2 separate regions of the Mus musculus genome follow, and region 1 is linked to region 2. A link is a contact called in public HiChIP or PLAC-seq data. All regions are on one chromosome and are shown on one strand. The core of a region is the stretch at or near the end of the contact, and the rest is flanking DNA. Distances in the headings are between cores, read along the strand shown. Region 1 overlaps Gm46828 (a long non-coding RNA gene). Region 2 holds the start of Gtf2b (general transcription factor IIB).

The links. HiChIP or PLAC-seq counts read pairs in DNA pulled down with a chosen protein or histone mark.
Region 1: a contact with region 2 is called in an H3K4me3 HiChIP or PLAC-seq map of embryonic limb bud, with 6 times the contacts expected there. The contact joins the enhancer-like site here to the promoter of Gtf2b in region 2. A contact is called at or near these places in 5 of 39 promoter capture datasets (cranial neural crest, frontonasal cranial neural crest, liver and 2 more), 1 of 484 Hi-C or Micro-C datasets (CD4 T cells) and 2 of 115 datasets of contacts at active chromatin or transcription factors (astrocytes and embryonic limb bud).

The regions. Positions count from the first base shown.
Region 1 is chr3:144,222,279-144,226,163 of GRCm38.p6, reverse strand. Gm46828 (a long non-coding RNA gene) reads left to right here. Exons shown (of 3, transcript XR_001784014.2): 3 at 1,103-1,992. Among named protein-coding and RNA genes, the nearest start is that of Gm46828, 12 kb to the left of the region's middle. Within about 2 kb of position 1,448, at least 12 of the 459 cell types and tissues checked have an H3K27ac peak or open chromatin away from gene starts, as enhancers often do. A contact at or near this core is called in embryonic limb bud and second pharyngeal arch cranial neural crest, where this site is marked.
Region 2 is chr3:142,763,826-142,767,331 of GRCm38.p6, reverse strand. Gtf2b (general transcription factor IIB) reads right to left here and starts at 2,085. Exons shown (of 7, transcript NM_145546.1): 1 at 2,044-2,085. The coding sequence starts at 2,060.

The DNA.
Region 1 (3,885 bases), core at 199-2,698, 1.5 Mb before region 2:
AAGTCCTCACAGCTCTCGGACAATATTTACACAAAAACTTTTATAAACACAAGTGTCATGTAACTGGGAACTCCTGCTATCACCTTCTTGCATCTGACCATGAGCAGAGGGACACGTGCATGCTGAGTAGGTGGCGCTGTGCCCAACATGTTAATGTGCAAAGTTCAGTAGCAACTGCACTAGACCCATTTTATAAAAGGGACCCTTTACTGCCATTCGAGGAAGTTAACAAAGTCACCCACAGATACAAACCTTTTGAGAAGTGATGCCTAAATGCCATCCATAATTTGCTTCTGGCAGCCATGCCAGTCTTTGTGGGAATCTGTTTCTAAGATGTGTCCAAGGGTCAGCTTCAGGTCCTGCTCTTTTTATAAAGCTTGAAATCATCAGATCCTATTGATGCAAAAAGGAGGGTCCACACACAACACGGGAATGTAGGCACAGACAGCTGGACTGGCCTCACAGCAGACAGATGGACGTGGCTCCCTGCCAGGCAGAGGAATGTTAGAGAAGAGAAATGGAGCTTCGACATTCTCCACCCCTTCCTCTCAAGCAGAGAGCAAGCCCAGCTCTGTCCACTGCCTGAGCAAGGTTGGGCCATAGAGGCTTGCCAGGTTCAGATGGTGAGTGGGAAGTCCAGTTGGGCTGTTAACCATTGTATAACTTCTTGCACCCAGATGAAAGTTATACCTTTAATCCTAGCATGATGTTTGGGCCTCTTCCAGCCTTGTTCAGGCAAGGAAGAGGGTTCTGCCTCATGGTTTCTAAAGCCTATCTCACATTGAGAGAAAGCATGATCTAACCCTACCATGGTCTCTACAATCTTCTGAGTAGTGTATCTATCTTTCTGGTCACTGCTAAACATGAGGATCTTTATAATTAGAAAGAGTTCCACTTCTCCTGGAAGCCCAGAGGCCTGTGGGAACCTGCAAGAAAACATTGGGCTCTTTGTGAACGGTCATATGCTGTGGGGAATCTCCCTTGGGAGTGGGAACTTTACAAAATGCTCTTTTTTAATGCAACCCAGTGACCTTTGGGGGGAGGGATGTCTTCTTCTGCGCAGTTCATCTCTGCTAAAGTTCTGTTCCTCCTTGTCTTACAGTCCTGCACAGAGAAGAAACTTAAGGTGGTGAACGTAATGAATATCCAGCCCCATGGAATTATAGGATGGACAGTTTCCCCGGCAGATTCAACAGTGGTCACGATAAGAATAATCAATACAAATTAGGGGACAGGCTTCTGTTTTAATGCACTTAGTAACCAGATCTCTCATCCTCAAATAAGTCCAACAGAGGACCACGAGCTCCTAAGCGCTGTTGTGTAGGAGTGTGTGTGTGTGTGTGTGTGTGTGTGTGTGTGTGTTCCCTTTCCTCTGAGGGATTCTATAACCCCCTTCATTCTCCGCCTCTCTCATGTTACAGAAAGGAGGTAATTTTTCCTGGCCATTTACTAAAGCTCATTAAAGACTGACGAGAACAAACAATGGTACTCCTCAGAGACGACCATTCAAAGTCACTCTACAATTCTGGGTTCTAATACTTGAGACAAATTAATTATTCCTTAGTGAAAAGTATATAATTCCTATTCTTCATTTTTGGGGGGCGGGGTGGGGAATAATAATGGGGGGTTTCTATCTGAGTGAAAAGCTGCCCGTGCTGAAGGGAAATAAGGAAAAAAATGTGCGTTCTGAGAGGGAGCCAAAGCAATTATTCTGATAATAATTCTAAGAATATTAATGTCTTTTAAAAGTAGATTGCCTTCAAATAAACACGGAGGCTGAGGCAATGGGAGGCTGGTTTATTTATTAATCACTCCAAATGTGCGTCCTTCTAAATGAACAACTGCATGATCAACTTCGCCACACATATTCAATTTAGCTAAGCAGCAACTGGCAAATGTCTCAAAACTTTTGTAACCAGAGACTAATTTGTTTAACACATTTAAAATGTTATATTGATGTAAAGCCCTACATATTAAACTTCAAAGGGAAAAGCTCCCGAGAGTTCCTTGTTTTAAGAACACCACACTGGAATCGAGACGAGACGGAGTGGATGCTTGCTCTCTGTTCTGCTTTGTTTTGTTTTTAAACACAAAGCGGTTTTTGGGTCCTGGCCTCATCCTCTGCACTGTTTGGTCATCTGCAGAGCAGCAAGTGTCTTGCTGTGGGGACCGCAAGGCGGTGGTTAAGAAAGGTCTAGAGTGTCCCTTTCATCTCCATTAATTAATCCTGGCTCCGTCAGCCCAGAGTACGGTGCCGTTGACATCACCTTTTCCTTACACTTTAAGGAGTCCCAAGAGAGATCGGCTGCAGAACAAAACTGGACAAAGAGTACATTTGGTAACCATTTTATTTCTCAATTACCAACCCAAACGTATGGAAAAGATTTGCGCGCTATCCGATTTACACAACAATTATGCTTCAAAAGTTTGGGAATAAATAACCTTTCTCTTGGACTCATTAGTTCCTCCACCAATCGTAATTGGTGTCAACTGACGAGTTTGCTCCGTGGCTCGCCCTTAATTACTGATAAAAGGGAAATTGCAACTCTAGCCAATCAGGAACTAGTTTATTCATGAGAGTATAGTATTCTTTTAAAATCTCTGTTTGTCCTAATAAGTGGCTTTGTGTTTGTCTGAGCCCTTCCATAAGCCCCTTAACATAAGCAAAGGACTCGTAATAACGATATGCAGCGATGGAATATCATTACAGACTCCACTCACGAGGTGAAACAAAGGAGAACGGTTTGTAAATTACAAATGTATACAACTCAAGCTGACCAGGCCCTGAAATCCCATCCATCTGGTGGGAAGCAGATATTAGTGGCTATGAGTCCAATATGGAGAATTTGTTTCATCTCTTAATGTCGAGTTGTTGGATTTTTTGTCTTTTATTGTAAGCGTCCCTAGCCTTCTGACACAGGCAGGGAGAAACAAGAGAAGCCCAATTGAGGCATGAGGCACGTTAAATCCTAATGGCATAAACAAAGGTTGGCCAAGGCCGAAATCCCACATTAAAAATAATAGGCGTTCTGGAAACAAGAGTGCTAAGAGATAGCACGTGGTGGAACCATGCCTCGGGGAGGCCTTGCGACAGGAAGAGCCTAATGGCACACCCTTCATCCCACAGACAGCCTCTTCTGCAGTGGTGTTGGGGTCAGAAAACCCACAATACCTTTTTGGGATCGTGGGGAATCCCGGAGCTCAGTTCTCACTTTATAATAATTAAGGTGCCTTTGACTGAGGCTAGAACAACAGGCGAGCATTGATCTCCTCACACAGTGAGAAACTAGAGACCGGAAGTTTATGTTTAGATTAATTCAGGCCACACCAATACCATCGAAGTGACTGGATCTTACTGTCTCTCTAATCTCTCTGCCTCTCCTTGTGGTCGCCAGATGGGCAGGCAGGCAGGAGGTCCAGCCATCTTTCCTCACATTACATCTAAAGGCAAAAAGAGAAGGTGGCCAGTACCCGCACCCCCCCATCACTTCGTTTGTTTTGATAAAAAGCGAGGGTCTCTTCCATGGAGAGCAGCCGATGACCTCTTCCTGCAGCTCATTGGTCAGAAAGGGGTCACGAGCTTACTCATAAACCAGTTGCTGGTGAAGACTGTTCAGAGTTAGGCCAGTGAATTTCCTCTAGGGACCGGGAAGCTCCTATGTGTCTGTAAATCCTTGGCACTTTGACACCTGACCAAACCAACACTTCACAAGAGTGGAAGGTGGTAACAGCCTGTCACATAATGAATCCAACCTAACCGTCCTCAATGGCTTTGGTCGGAAGGGAAAGGCCACGGCGTGAGCTAAGCACGGGCTTCAGTCTGTTGCTGCTTCTCACACAGGTGTTCTGGCAAATCACCCTTCAGAGAAAGGGATCTGTGTGTCT
Region 2 (3,506 bases), core at 836-3,335:
TGGATGGATGGAATAGTAGGCCGAGGGGCTGGGAATCACTGTCAGCAGATAACTGTACATAGGAGTTCCAAGGCAGCTGACACTACAGCCTCAAAGACAAAAGTAGGTAAAGAGGCTGAGAATGGAGCTTAGTGGAAGATGCGTGCCTAGTATATATAAGTCCTGGTTTCAATCCCTAACATTTAAAAGAGGGAAACATGAAAAACTTTGCAGAGTATTTAAATGATACCGCCTTAAACATTATTTATTTATTTATCCAAATTATTTAAATATGAACATTTTGTCTGCATGTATGTCTTAGTGCCTACAGAGACAGAAGAGATGCCCTGGAATTGAGTTAGGAGTTCATGAGTTGCCATGTGGGTGCTGGAAAAGCACCCAGTGTTCCTAACCATGGAGCCCCCTCCCCCGCCCATAAACATTTTGAATGCTCAATGTGCACAACATCCTAAAAGATAGGCACAATCTTCATTTTACAGATCGCAGCCAAAAAGTTATTTACTGACGTCGGAATAAAGAGTGGGCATCAATCTGGACATGTTCTCTTCGAGAACACCAACCAGTGCCAATGCTTAGTGCCTACATGCCGCCCTCAAGGTATGACAAACTCTCAGGCAACTTCTCTCTATTCACACTGCTGGCAAAACTTGATAGCAACAGGAATGACACAGACTTAAGAGCTGGATGAGGGCCGGGCAGATCTACAACCCCACAGTTTTCAAGGTGGAGACAGAAGATTCGAGACCACTAACTCAAAATCAAACACTAGCTGTCCAGAAAAGAAATTAATTTCAAGGGATTTTTTTAAGTGAAGAAAAGTTTAAAAACTGTAACCAGTGATTTTACTATGTGTACTATTTAAACACTACAACTTGTGTTTCAAGAATACAGGAGTTCCTTTTCCCTAAGATGGTAAGCTGTGCCTACATATGAACACATCACCCATGGGAAATTTCAATAGTATTTGGGGAAGCTGAAGGTTCCTATGTCGCTACAAGGAAGCCTTACGTGACAAAACCACACCCAGATGGAATGATTAAATCATAATTAATCTAATTAAATCATAAAATCAGTAAACAAGATTGCCCATTGCTTCCACGCAAGAAGTTCACGAGGCTTCCTATGCCCACCTCCCACTTTTTATAATAAACAGCAGACTTGGAGGTTCCCAGAAAGGCCAAGTTTCTGTAAATAATGGCTTCCCCCGGTGACGTTTACCAATTCCACACATAGTAACCACCTCCGAAAAAAAAAAAAAAGTGCCAAAAGAACAGAACTTAATTTGATACTTTCTGTACATTCTGTGTTAACTGGAGACCAGTGGACGGATAATCAGAATAGGTATAGTGGCCCGCGAAAGGTCAACACGCTGGCATGACTCAGTTTACACATATGCCAGTATACTAATATCTACCTCATAGTGGTTACAAGAGATATAATTAGGGTCTGCAAAGCATTTTGGAGGTCACAAGATTAAAGGCTGTCTCTGCGGTCACAACACGCATTTCCTGTAGATATTAAGCAAACTACGTTTTAAAAATACATTTAAAATGACTTCCAGCATATGTAATTAATTTTCTGCAGACAGCATCTCCTTCAGAGTACGCAATGATACTTTTCGGGGTGGGGACAGGGGGTCTTTTAGGAGAATGAATCAAGTCTCCGTATGTGCTTTCGTTTCCACTTCTGGGGGGGCCATTGGGCTAGCGACCCTTTGCCACCAGACAACCAATGCTGACGTTTCTCAACTTTGCGGTTGTCAGATCGATAGGGACCTGGAACGTCGCTTTTCCAGCTCTTCGGAAACGGGGTTTCAGCCCCCTCCGGCTGGATGGGCCGTAAGGGAGAAAATACACAGAAAACATCAACATGACACAAAGACGGTTGAAGGGTCCGGAGACGGAGGCCGGGGCCGTGCGGATCCGCAGGGTCAAACCCGGGCGGCGATGACTCAGGTGGGTAAGGGACACCCGCGGCGGCCTTCTGGAGGAACCTGGGCCCCGCGATGCCCTGCTCCACTCGCTCCGAGGCCGTTGCACTCACCGGCTGGTCGACGCCATCTTCGCGGCTCCGCCAACAGCTCCGTCCGAAGCAGGAAGCAGCACTGGCTCCTAGACGCCCCGAGCCGGGCTTTTATGCGCGAGTCGCTCGCGCGCACTCCGCGCGGCTACGGGTCGGGAGGAGGGCTAAAAAGCGCTCGGTCCTTGACGACGCGGGCTGTGTACTTCCTGGTTGTCTCCGCTGCTGCTGCGTGGCTCCCGGCTGCTGGTTGATTGGCAAAATCTTCAAAGCCTGGCGGGATAGCACACCCCTTTGATCTCCGGAGGCAGAGGCTGGAGGATCTCTGTGAGTTTAGAGGAACCTGATCCACACAGGGTGCTCCAGAACAGCCAGGAGGAGGGAGAGAGAGATAAAGAGAGAGAGACAGACAGACAGACAGACACAGACACACACAGTCTCAAACAAATCAAAACAAAAAATCAACCCAAGAAGACTCAGAATGTGCTGCGCCTGAGCTAGCTCTCAAACAGAGGAAATTAAAATGGGAGTTGCCTCCTCGGGTGATACTCTCAAGTATTCCTGCACCAAGAAGGTAGGAGGATCTGGAGTTAGACCTCGTCTCAAACAAAAAACACCTTTAAATAAACAAACACACAAAATAACCAACACACAAGGAAACCAGGTTGGTTGAAAGGGGCAAAGCGCTCGCACCAAATTCCTTTCCTTTATTTTCAAGTCAGTTTTCCCTATCTGATTGAATGTCTCATTTGCCCTGACTAAAGAATTTGGAATAAAAAGAGAAATTAGTTGTTGTCTTCAGGAGTAGGTATCAATTCAAGCTCTGTCATTGGCCAACATGATTCAAAGTTCCTACATGTCCTTTATCTCAACAGTGTAGGCATGGAGGGTATCTGGCTCACAAACCCTTCTAGAATTGCAAGAGACAGCCCTGCTATGACCCATGTTGTTGTTGTTCCCCAATCATCATCGAATATTTGACTGAAAACCGAGTATAGGAAATGTAATAAAACAGCTAACGTCTATACAAGGGCCTCACAAGGCAGGTCTTGGGGGTCACCCTTGTAATTCTAGAAGTTAGGGTGCAGAGGTGGGAGGTCATGAATCCCAAGCCAGCCTGACCTGCAGAACAAGACCTTGTCTCAGCTCCCGTCCTCTTACCTTAAGGCAACAGTGCTACTTTCTTGTAAATAAACCATTCCCAACAAAGTCTGAATTAAGGTAACTGCAAGTTGGGTGTCTTCCACTGAGATGAAAACTCAGTAAGCATTTTATTTGTTAATGGAAATCAAATGCCATTAAGCAGACATTTGTTGAAGTGGGAATTTCTGGTTTTGTTAGGGACTCAGTTGTATCATGTGATGTTTTTCTGGAAACTGTCTTATGTAACGGTGTTTTGCCGAGAACAGGCGCAGGGTGTTTTTCTGAAAACTGCCTAGTGAAAGGGCGTGTGATGTTTTGCTACGGCGGATGCTTGAGGGGACATA